Linked DNA regions of Sus scrofa: region 1 is linked to region 2. A link is a contact called in public HiChIP or PLAC-seq data. All regions are on one chromosome and are shown on one strand. Each heading gives the region's core, a stretch centred on a gene start, on an enhancer-like site or on the middle of the called end of the contact. The rest is flanking DNA. Distances are from core to core; before and after follow the strand shown. Region 1 has its middle 23 kb from the start of ZFHX3. Region 2 overlaps HP (haptoglobin).

Region 1 (6,073 bases), core at 2,193-4,692, 980 kb before region 2:
TGCGGCTGTGGTGTAGGCCAGCGGATACAGCTCTGATTCGACCCCTAGCCTGGGAACCTCCATATGCCGTGAATGCGACCCTAAAAAGAAAAAAAAAAAGAAGAAAACTGATGATAAAAGTAGTTGTCAATCCACTTTGTCTTATTGTTATGCCATTTTAGCCCAGCCTGCAGGCTCAGTAGTTGAGACTGTTTCTTTTAATAAGTAATAATAGAGTAAATTTGGGCAGGTGCTACACCCACAGTCTGCAGAACTTCCGGGTGAAGGATCAAACCTGCACCACAGCAGTGACAACACCAAGTCCTTAATCACTCGGCTACCAGGGAACTCTGGAGTGAATATTTTTTTAAATGAAAATAAAGAATCAGAGTTCCTGTGGTGGCTCAGCAGGAACAAACCCAACTAATACCTGTGAGGACAAGGGTTCATTCAATCCCTGGCCCCGCTCAGTGGGTTCCGGATCCAGTGTGGGTGTGGCTGTGGCTGTGGTATATAGGCCAGCAGCTGTTGCTCTGATTCGACCCCTAGCCTGGGAAGTCCCATATGCCATGGTGCGAGCCTAAAAAGACCAAAAAATAAAAATAAGGAACCAGATCTCAGAAAAAACGCTCGGTGGAAGTCATTAGCTTTGTTCATTCATTCTGTCTTTGTTATGCATATCTCTGTGCTCAAAACGGTTTTCATCCTAGAATCACTGGCAATCCAGTGTCATCATCAACATCATCCTCGTCTTCCTCTTCCCCATGGCACACAGGCACATCATGGAGTACCAGCAAGCACACTGGGCATTTATGGCGATGTGTACAGTGTAAGCTCCTTGTGGTGCCTGTCCTTGGGGAAGCAGGTGGGGTGACCCACAGCAAGAATACACATCTATTCATAAACACACATGCATTTTCACATCATCACAGGTACTGCCAAACAGATCTTATTGATGCTGTTTGGGCACCTAGATAGTTGTAAACAAATCCAGAATAGCTACCCAGACAGCTGAATATGAGCAACTAGATGAGGTGGACTTCAACATGGGGGCAGGGGCAGGTCCATGTGAGGTGGTGAGCCTGAGCTAGACTCGAGGATGGGGAAAGGACTTCCCAGATGTCCTTTCCCAGATCTATCCAAGGTGGAAAGATCTAGAACCCTTCTATGTTTTCTGCATAATTCCCATCACCCTCTATCCCTTCTCTCTACCACTTGGCCTTCACTTTGACAACTGATGATAATTTTGCAGCAGAGACTCCATGACATAGGCACCTCAAGCGCACAGCCAGGAACCTGTGCTCCCTCTCATTCAGGAAGGACTCTATAAATGTTCATGGAGAAGAGAAGAATGACATTGAATGATGTCGACACCACTTTATGCTGGTTTCAAAAGCCACAGAAATCATTCATTGACCAACAGTGCTATCTATCTATCTACCTCACTGACGAATCAAAACAGCAAGTCCTTGGCCTATAACATTTCGACGTTTAAAACTAGAACTTCTACAACATATAGAAAGTTCTGGATTTCCAGCATGTCCAAAGAGGGTTTAGATCCTCACATGCCTGAGGAGACATATCTGTAACCGGACCTACTGAACCAGACCCTTCTGCCAGCATTGTACATTGATCTGTGACAAGGGCTCCAGAAGGTAACCTCATAATATCCGAATTTTCTCCTTACTGGCTGCCAGGACTTTTTTTTTTTTTTTTTTTTTTTTTTTGCTTTTGCTTTTTAGGGCTGCACCTGCGGCATATGGAGGTGCCCAGGCTAGGGGTCAAATCAGAGCTGCAGCTGCCGGCCTGCACCACAGCCACAGCAATGCCACTAGGGCCATGTTAACACACACAGTACTGGAAATGTTCCTCCAGAAACAGGCGTGTAGAGATGCCTGGTGGCTCAGTGGGTGAAGGACCCAATGTTGTCACTGCTGTGGCACAGGTTCGATCCCTGGCCCAGGAAATTCTGCATTCCTCAGGCATGGCCAAAAGAAAAAGAAAAAAAAAAATAGGAATACATGTGCACATTGAAGACAAGGACTGTTTTGGTGTTGAAAGTCCCTTCTCTAAATTTTACTAGGGTCCTCTCCCACAGGATGTTGTATTTCTGATTGTCCATATAATCCAGTGGTAAAAATGCCCATGAACGCACATCCCCCTGGTAGAGCTCCATCTTTATGCGTGTTGGGGATTATGAGTTCACGTCTGAAAGAATGATTCCTGAATGGCCTCACCTCTGCATGACCTCCCCATTCCCCCTTCTGCTGCACTGGCTCATCCCAACCCACAAGGTGTACGAACCCAGCAGAGAACAGCCTGGGGTGAGAGGTGGGAGCAGAAGGGCAGATGAGCATGTGTGTTCTGACCCTTGGCCGGGCCAGCCATTCCATGATTCTGCCCTGGTTGTTTCACCCTCTGGCCTCACTCCCTTGTGCTCTTCTTTTGAAGCAGTTTCCAGGGGGCACCCTACGGCCACCTTTCTGTAAGGGTAAATAAACTGTTGGAGGCCCCCGTGTCTTTATTAAACAGTTCCTCTAAATGGTGTGCTCCAGCTCTGTGCCCACGTGCACCAAGCAAGCTTTCTGGGAGCAACCCCAGAGCCCTGACACAGGTTCCTTGAGTAAACAACCCTTTGAACAGGGTGGGAGGCACCTGCCTGGATGCCTTCCTCCCTGCCTCCTGTGTCTTTCCAGTTCCCAGGGTCCCAGGTTGGAAGGATGCTGAGCTGCCTCCTACGCCCCCTGGGCAAAATGAGGAGCCGAGGGACACATGCTCCCCACCCCCCACCCTGCACAAGGCCAAGGGCCGCCAGGATATGGGTCTGGCTGCGGGGAGGGAAGGGGGTCTGTGGAAATGCCAGAGGGAACCTGGAAGAGGGAAGGTGGAAAAGAAAAAAAGAAGGCCTGTTTGACCAACCCCCCAACACCTACATCTCCAAGCCCACTGGAGCAGGAAATTGAGGGGCTGGACGCGCAGCCTTGCTCTGCCCTTCCCCCACCCTGGATCTGGAAGGTTTTCTAAGCCTTCCAGACTTTTTTTTTTTTTTTTAAAGAAATCTCCAACCTATAGAGAAAGAGGAAGTGTATTTTTAAAACAGAGTGAAGACTCAATGGCCACAGATCTGAAAGAATAAAAGAGGAAGAAAGGCTTATTGAAGGAAAGGAAAAGGGCATGGAGGAGTGTGTGTGTGTGTGTGTGCGCGTGTGTGCGCGCGCGCGCACGTGTGTGTGTGTGTCCGTCCAGGACGGTCTAGGAGAGAGCCTGCAAGGAAAGAGAAAACAAAGGAAAGTGTGCCAGGAGAAAGACAGAGAAATAAGTGGGAGAAGGCGCGAGTGGTGGGGGAGGAGGCCGGTGGCGAGAGAGGGATGGATGCCGGAATGCGGCGGCGGCGCGGCGCTGGGAGGGACGGAGGGACGAGGGGGGGAGGCCGCACATGTGAGAGAGACAATGATGTCAGCATTTCCTTCTGGATTGGTCACGTGGTCCCTGCCAGGTAAACAGACTGGAAATAGACTCCATAAAGGCCGAGCCTGCTGGGGGGGGGGGGGGGAGGGCGGGAGGCGCTGCCGTTTCACCCTTTCCTCTCTGCGGCGTCCGAAACAGAGGGTTGTTTTTTTTGTTTTGTTTTTTTTTTTTGCACGTTTGTGACAAGGTGGTCTCCGAGTGGAACTACATTTTTACGAGCCCCAAGAATATGACTCAGGGAGGGAAAGCTACTTGCTTTTAAAATTAGCTCAAGGAGTTCAGAGACATTTTGATTTTTTAAAAAAGCATGGAGGTTGGGATGAATGGAAATTCAAGCTCAGATGCTGTGGGGCGGGGGAGCTCGGGGTGATGCTGATCCTCGTCTGTCTCCTTTGGAAGAGGGTCAGATAGGTCTAGATTAAGGGTGGATTGGAAGGCTGCAGTTTAGAACGGAAGGATCAGATGCTGTGATTATCAAGATTAGGAAAAAGAAAATGCTAACAGACTCAAGGTGACTATTTTAAGGGCGTTTGATACAGCTCGGTATGTGACTGTGGTGCCACAGGAGGAATTGAGACCCCATGGAAGAGATTAGGTGGAAAAAAAAAAAAGAAAAAGCAAGTTACTGTGACTTCAAATAGAGTTTTTTGTTTTTTAGGTTTTTTTTTTTTTTTTTCCAAAATGATGTAAAACAGCTCCCAAGCAAAACAGGGCAGGGCATCTTAGATGTCTGGAAACTTTATCTGAAAAGCAGAGTGGATGGGACAGGTAAATTTTCCACCTGGAAAGCTCTAGAATCCAACATGGCAGGGGTGAGGAGAGGTGTATGGCTCTTTTTTTCAAATTCCTGGATGAATTCCCCAAGAGGTTGCGGGTTCGATCCTGGCCTTGCTCAGGGGGTGCAGGATCCGGCGTTGCCATGAGCTGTGGTGTAGGTCGCAGACGTGGCTCGGATCTGGTGTGGCTGTGGCTGTGGCCTAGGCTGGTGGGCTACAGCTCCAATTAGACCGCTAGCCTGGGAACCTCCATACGCCTCGGGTGCAGCCCCAGAAAAGACAAAAAAACAAATTCCTGGAAACAGGACCTTTGCATCTCTGATGGAATAGCTTAGTGAGGTCATTCTTTGAATAATTTTGAATTGAAAGGAACTACCTTATTTTGGTCATAATTTTCTCTGTCCTCGTGGGAATTTGGCCAAAGCCTGTGGGAAGGAGAGTGACCAGCTCTCCTCAATCAGTTTTCTAGGATGGAGGGCATTCCTGGGGTCAGTTTTAAATATAGGACCATCTTGGGCAAAGTGGGACCAGTTGGTCACAGTATCGGGAGGCCTAGTCTAGTGGGAATAGAAATAAGAAGATAACTTGTCCCCACCGTGGCCCACCAACAAACAAAACAAAGTCCTCTCACTCTTTTTCTCCTCCTTTCTCCTTGCTCTCATTTCATTCCTTTCCCTCAGCCTTCCCTGATGCTTGCAGAGCAGGGAGCACTGCAAGGGGAACTGGAGTGTCTGTGACGGTGTCCCCGAACTTGGGAGTCGGCAGAATATAGCTAAGGTGAACAGATGGCTTTAGTTGCACCTGGAAAAAGAGAGAGAAAAATGTGCATCCTTGCTGCTTCTCCCTCATCTGTGCCTGCCTTCAACATCCCCCTTTCCTTGGGGGGAGGGGAGGTCCCCTCCGTGTCACAAGTGTACTTTCAGCTCTTGGGTTGAAAGATAGATATTTGATACCCCTCTCCGTTAACAAAATACGTCACTCGGACAAGACTCCCAGCCCAGGGTTATTTTTGCAGCATTATGTAACTGGATTGCCTGCTCAGGAGTACTTCCTTAACAAGGCTTTCAGCAGCCCCTCGGCAGGGGCCTGGCCGGCCCTGCCCAGTTGCACACACTCACACTTGTGCAGTTTCAGCCCAGGTCAACCCGGCTAAACATAGCTAGGAGACATCAGCTTTCACCAGCTCTGCCTACCACGTCCCCTGGCTGCAGAGCCCCTAGAAGCAGTGTTTCAGTGGCTGGTAGCCAGAGGTTGGGGAAGACCCTCCCAGGGCAAATCTCATATCCACAGAGCAGGTGTTCTTGTTCTGAGGGAGCTGCAGGCCTGCAGCTATACAGACCCTCCCCGATTTCACCCCACCCAACCCAGAGCTTCCTGCCCCACCAAGGCCTGCAAAACTGAGCTCCTGGGCCAGCCTTAGAGTGACCAGGGGACCCTCCAGAGGCCTGCCATTTGGCTGTCGCTGCCCTCTCTTCTTCCCAGTTTTCTGGATTTCCTCATATTTGTTCATGAGTAATTGGTCATCTGATCATCCCTTCCTGTTAGCCTGCTGACTCACAGAAGTTAGAAATTTGTCTGCGCTTCAGACACAGTAAGAAAATTTACAAAGAGAAACAAAAAAGGCCGGGTATGAACTTTCCCTCTTAGGACCAAGGCAGGCCTGCAGATTCGGGGGAACCCTGGGCAACTGTTTTGGGGGTACTAATATGTTGCCATCCCCCTGGGGGCTTGGTCATGCTGTTGTGTTTCACGGTCCTTTCTGTCTGGCCTGTTGACAGCATCCTCCATGACCTTCCGTAGCCTGACTCCTAGCTTTGAATCCAGCCTGGAACCCATGTCCCAACCAGAGG
Region 2 (5,770 bases), core at 1,176-3,675:
CAGGCTCAGACTTTTAAAGGTATCCTGGTTTGCTCATTTTACCAGCGTTTATGTTAATAAATTGCCCAAGAAGTGAGAACTTGAGTCTTTACCATCCAGCACTCAAGTGGAGCTAAACAAAGAACTAACTACCCTCAGTGAGTAGGAGCAGACGTCTTTCAGAGACAGGAAATTGTACTTCAAGGACTCAAGCCTGGAAAGAGCTCAGAATTATGAGAAAGAAATACCATCTTTATAGGATTTGCCTGTTTTAACAATTTTATGAGGCATTCTTGTTCTTCCAGGAGACACCACTGGACAAGTTCCTGCTCCTCTCAAAACCTCATGGGGGCTAATGGTACTGACTTCCTAGGGTAAGAGGATAGATGCAGAGGCAGAGGGCAGTGCACCAGGCGGCACGCAAGGAGCTGCTACTGGCCACCTTGCCAACAAAAGCCCAGTACTGTGCAGGGCAGCAGTGTTGCTGCAGGTCCGTCCCCCTTTGCCAAGTGCTTTCTGGGGAGCGGTGACCATGGAGCCTAGTTCTGACAGGCATGGCATAGAAGGAAGGCTGCTGGACTGACCGTGGTGGCCTTTGTTTGTAAAGGAGAGAGCCACTCCCAGAATGAGATCACAAAACCCTTTCACCACCACCTCCGTCTTTTGGCCCCCGCTTCCTGCTTTCATGGTAGTCGTGACGCATGGGCTACAGCAGCCGTCTTAGGACCAGAAGGCAGCCAGCCCGGATGGACAGTGAACATGCCAAGAAGACCAGTAAAAAGAGCCTAGGTCCTGGGTTCCTGTTGTGGCTCAGCGGTTAACGAACCTGACTAGGATCCGTGAGGATGTGGGTTTGATCCCCGGCCTCACTCAGTGGGTGAAGGATCTGGTGTTGCTGTGAACTGTGGTGTAGGTCACACACACACACGAGGCTTGGATCTGGCGTGGCTATGGCTGTGGTGTAGGCTGGCAGCTGTAGTTCCGATTGGACCCCTAGCCTGGGAACCTCCATATACCATGGGTGCGGCCCCAAAAAGACCAAAAAAAAAAAAGAGAGAAAAGAGCCTGGGTCCCTACCGATGAGCCTGAGCTACTGAGCGGACTCTGGACCTGCCTCCCTCCAGACTTCTGTGAGGATAAAACGCCCTCCCTGCCCGTCACTGTAGTCTGTCCCTCATGACCTAAGCCACAGAGCATTTGATGTGTGGAAGGTTTTTGCTCTGATACCAGCAAAAATAATCTGTGTGTGTAAGCATCTCATCTCTTCTCTCCTGAGGGCTTTAGGGAATATTGCTCTAAAGTCATGGCTTTTGTTTTTGTTCCCATCTTAGTTGCTCCCCATTCCACAAGTTTTTATTAAGTACATACTGTGTGCCCTGTCTTAGGCCAGATGCTACATAAAAACGAGTGACTGTTGCATGGAAAAAAGGCTTCTTAGGAGAGACGGGACCTGAGCCTTAAAGGAAAGTAGGAGGTACTCCTGGAGAAAGGGGGAGGGCATTTCAGGAGAGGGCGTGGGGGTGCGGGGTGGGGGGAAGGCGCAGGGGCCCGAGGCAGCAGCGTGTCGAGAGGGTTCCACAGAGTTCAGTGTCGCTGAAGCCCAAGGCCAAGGCCAGGCGGGTGGAAGGTGCTGCTGGGGAGGGAGGCAGAGGGGATAAATGGATCGAGAAGATGCCAGAGGTTTTCTCTTACTATTTTCCTCCCGAGTGGTGAGTAGAAGCCGCTTAGTATAAGCCGATTATTCTTCAAGAAAACCTAATGCTGAAGGTACTACCACTCACTCTGATCCCTCTCACGGGTTCTAGGACATAGGTCTAGGTCCTTCACTGGCCTACCAGCTCTGACCCGTAGAAAATTACTGATGGCGCTGGAAAGTGCATGTGAGAAGAACAGCACAGTGAAGGCAGAACCCTCTTGAGAGTAGTGACATCCGGTGACATTCTAAACCACGAGAAGGAGAGGCCACGTTTTGGTGTGACAGAGGGGATATTGGCAAAGCCTTCGTTCATTGTGCTGAACGAAGGCTTACAGCAAGAAAGAGTTCAGTGAGAGCTGCGCTTTGAAGAAGAGCTTTGTGTTCTGGGTTCTGCAACCTTTTTTTCTGGGAAACCCTTAATAGCAAGATCTTATCTTTGTGAAATGAAAGACTCAAACAGCTTGCATCTTGACTCCTGGTAAAGGGTAGGTTTCTTCCACGTGGGAAAAGCAGCGCTCCCTGAGGAAGAGACTTCTAACTTTACCCAGTGTCCCAGGGTGATTACTTGTGGGCACTGAGGGATCGTCCGGCTTAAGCCCATCATAGGAAAGTCCGGGGACCCGGTGGGCAGGGAGCTTCAGGAACTTGGCAAGTGTATTGTCCAGCTATGACCTGGACCCAGCCAGTCCAGAGATCCTGCCTTTACACCATCTTACTCTGTGGTCTAAAGAGCTGGTGTGTTGAAAGACAAACAGCCAAGTGTCGAAACACTTGTTTTCATCCCATTTTGAGCTGGCCGCTTCCTCACCAGCCTGTACTCTGTCTCCCATTTCACTCCGAAGAAGCCAAAGAAGGCAGTGGAAAGAGCTCGGGACTTGGATTCAGACAGACCTAGGTTCAAGGTTGGGCTTCACTACTTGATAGCTGTGTAACTTTAAGCAAATCACTTAACTTCTCTGAGTCTGTTTGCTTGTCTGTAAAACGATACCAGTGACCTCCCCCCTGAGGCCTGCCATCCCATAGGCGCCTCATTCAGTGAGCATGAGCCCCGGAGGGGACAGTGCTTGTCACCTGAGGGATTGCCAGTTGGCCTGGGGTGTCTTCTGACCCACTCCCTGTAGTCTCTAGACCACTCCGCTGTGGCTGTACCATAAATGAGAGAATGAAAACAGCTCAAGGCTACAGACAGCACAGGAGGGAATCAAAGGAAGCTCTTTATTGACTGACTCAGCGATGTGGGGCTGGAACCCGGCAGCTTCACACCACGTTTTCTCCCCTCCGCTCCCGTCCAGTTTTCCCTCGTCCTTTCAGGCCCAGGCTGGCGGCCTCAGTTGTCAGCTATGGTTGTCTGAATCCAGTCCAGGATGGAGGTCACCCTTACATACACACCGTACTCCGCCGTACGACAGCTCTTGTCGAAGCTCAGGATCCCAGCCGCGTACCAGGTGTCATCATCCTTGTCGTGAACAGCAAAGGCGCTGCCGGCGTCGCCGTAGCAGGTGTCTTCCTGGTACTTGGACAAGCCGGCGCAGAAGGTGTGCTCGTTCAGGATGGGCTGCACCCCCACCGGGCTCTTGGGTGTCTTCTTCTCTGGCACGGTGCTGCCTTCGTAGTACTGTACACATTTTTCTTGGTCAGCCACCGGCAGCATGACATACTTCAGATGCTCCGTAAAGTTGAGGTTGGCGTTTCGCCCCCAGCCAGACACGTAGCCCACAAGCCCCACATTCACATAATCTTTAGAAGGGAGGCAAATGGGCATCACCCTCTCATTAACGGGCACCTTCTGCTTGAGTTTGATGAGCCCGATGTCTACCGTGGAGTTGTCAGGATGGAAAATCACCTTCTCAATCTCCACCTCCTGTTTCTTTCCCACATAGAGTCTTAAAGTAGGAGCAATGTCTTTTGCTTTTGTATCATTTTTATGACCCAAGCGGAGATTCTTAGCCGTGGTCAGCAGCCACTGTTCATTGATGAGCGTGGCCCCCGAGGTGAGGTTATGGTGGGAGATCATCTTAGCCTGCCAGGGGAAGCTGCCTTTGGCGTCCAGCGAGCCACCCATGATCCGCTGCACCTGATCCACTGGGTTCTTGGGCTTCCCGCACACTGTCGAGGAGAGCAAGAAAGTTATGGGCCGAGTGTGAGAAGCTCCCAACTGGGAAAGAAGAGTAAAAGTATCGACTTGCTGCCGTCTAAACTGTCATTGTTGGAGTTCCCGTTGTGGCTCAGTGGTAATGGGTGTCCTTGAGGACTCGGGTTCAATCCCTGGCCTCTCTCAGTGGGTTAAGGATTCAGCATTGTCGTGAGCTGTGGTGTAGGTCGAAGACAGGGCTCAGATCTGGCATTGCTGTGGCTGTGGTGTAGGCTGGCAGCTACAGCTCCAGTTTGACCCCTAGCCTGGGAACCTCCATATGCTGCGGTTGCGGCCCTAAAAAGAAAGACAAGACTAAACTGTCATTGTGCATTTATTCAGAGTTAGATGTTTACATGCTCTGCCCTTACCATGTGATCCCCTCGTTCCCAGTGTTTACAGTTTGAAATGGTTCTTTTTAAAAGAATGTTTACATCACTAAGAATTCTATTTCCTGCTTTGCTAACACCAGATCCTTAACCACTAGGCCACCAGGGAACTCCTGTATGTATATTTAAACAGTTTGTCACAACAAAGCATCTCCATAATTCCCTGAAAATCTTTGCAAAGGCAAGGAGCTGTAATAATCCCTCTGAATAAAGAGGGATCTGAAGCAGCACTGGCTGGAACCCAGATCTTAATAGATACTGCAGTTCAAACCAGGCCCTTAGCAGTTCCGAGTCCCTGGCAGCAGAAGAGGGTAGCCAAGATCCTCCTGTTCCCAGAGGGAGAGGGGAGAGCAACAGCTCCTCCTGGTGACAGGCAGGAGGTCCGCCCCGTCTCCGCCTCTCGTTATCATGCATGCTCCCATAGATTAGGATTTTTTTAACCCCTCCCTCGACTTGTTCTTGGAACTTGCTTTACCCTTGACCCAAGCCTAGCGGATCCTCCCTGGGCAGTGCAGTCAGCAGATTCAGTCATGCCCCGCAGGCCCAAGTGAATGAGATCCTCATGAACTGTATGGGAAGGCATGGCTTCCCCCCCTGTCATCCATGGGTCTCCCTGGTCCCTCGCCTCGGCCCTTGTGTGCCCAGAGGAGACCACACAGGGAGGATGCGTCTCTAGGACATTTCGGCCCGGTGCCTGCCCATGCTCCCGCCCCCCAACCCTTGTCTGCTTCCCAAGGTGCCTGCTTCCTACCTGCTTCACATTCAGGCAGTTTCTCTCCAGTGACCTTATTTGTCCACTGCTTATTACTGTCCAAGGTGTACACTCCTGAAACAAACGGAAAGAAATGAGCCTAAAGAGAAATTGTATCTGGACCTGGTGCGGGGAGAGAAGCTATTTAAAGAGCAGCAGCAGAGAAGCCGGAAGGAGAGGGGCGCTGTACTGCTGGGGACGCCAGTGAAGCCCAGCAGGACAGAATTGTAGTCGTGGTAGCCCTGGAGAGTGTGCTGTCAGCATAGGGTTCAAATCCTTACTCTCCTTCTTACGGGCTCCCTGAACTTGGGCAAATTACTCAGCCTTCCTAAGCCTCAGCATTATCAGCGGCAAAATGGGCATGATAATGGTACCTCCTCAGAGGGTTCTGTGAGGACCAGGCGCACAGACAGGTGCAAAGCACTGAATGGTGCCAGGAGTGAGAGCTCCGTAGGTACACGCCCCTACCGTCACTGTCACCGTCATTTGTTCCTCTCCCACATTGCCTTTTGTGGGTGTAGGTTTCAGTCTGAGATGGGTGGGCCATGTGATATCATCCTTAACAGGGGAGGAAACTTGAGGCTGAGAAAAGTTCATTTGCCCAAAAGGCCATGGCTACCGGTGACAAAATCCTTATTAGAATCTTAATCTCTTGGCTCCAGAGAGAACCCATGAACTCTCTGGCCAGTCATCCTGGCTCCAGTCATGGGAACGGTGGGATGGGAGAGGGCCCAGAGATACTCATCCAGGCCGTACCATCTCCTGCCGTGCGCAGTTTGTAGTAGGTTTGGCAGTGATAGCGAACCATGTGCTCCACGTAGCCC

The links. HiChIP or PLAC-seq counts read pairs in DNA pulled down with a chosen protein or histone mark.
Region 1: an H3K27ac HiChIP or PLAC-seq map of alveolar macrophages shows a contact between it and region 2. The contact joins two enhancer-like sites. A contact is called at or near these places in 1 of 5 promoter capture datasets (liver) and 1 of 2 datasets of contacts at active chromatin or transcription factors (alveolar macrophages).

What each region holds. Positions count from the first base shown.
Region 1 is chr6:15,961,445-15,967,517 of Sscrofa11.1, reverse strand. No RefSeq gene overlaps it. Among named protein-coding and RNA genes, the nearest start is that of ZFHX3, 23 kb to the right of the region's middle. Within about 2 kb of position 3,442, at least 47 of the 83 cell types and tissues checked have an H3K27ac peak or open chromatin away from gene starts, as enhancers often do. A contact at or near this core is called in alveolar macrophages and liver, where this site is marked.
Region 2 is chr6:14,982,331-14,988,100 of Sscrofa11.1, reverse strand. It overlaps HP (haptoglobin), which reads right to left. Exons shown (of 5, transcript NM_214000.2): 3 at 5,703-5,770; 4 at 4,947-5,021; 5 at 2,856-3,781. The coding sequence ends at 3,003. It overlaps TXNL4B (a long non-coding RNA gene), which reads left to right. Exons shown (of 3, transcript XR_002344529.1): 3 at 1-3,038. Among named protein-coding and RNA genes, the nearest start is that of HP, 4.8 kb to the right of the region's middle. Within about 2 kb of position 2,425, at least 5 of the 83 cell types and tissues checked have an H3K27ac peak or open chromatin away from gene starts, as enhancers often do. A contact at or near this core is called in alveolar macrophages and liver, where this site is marked.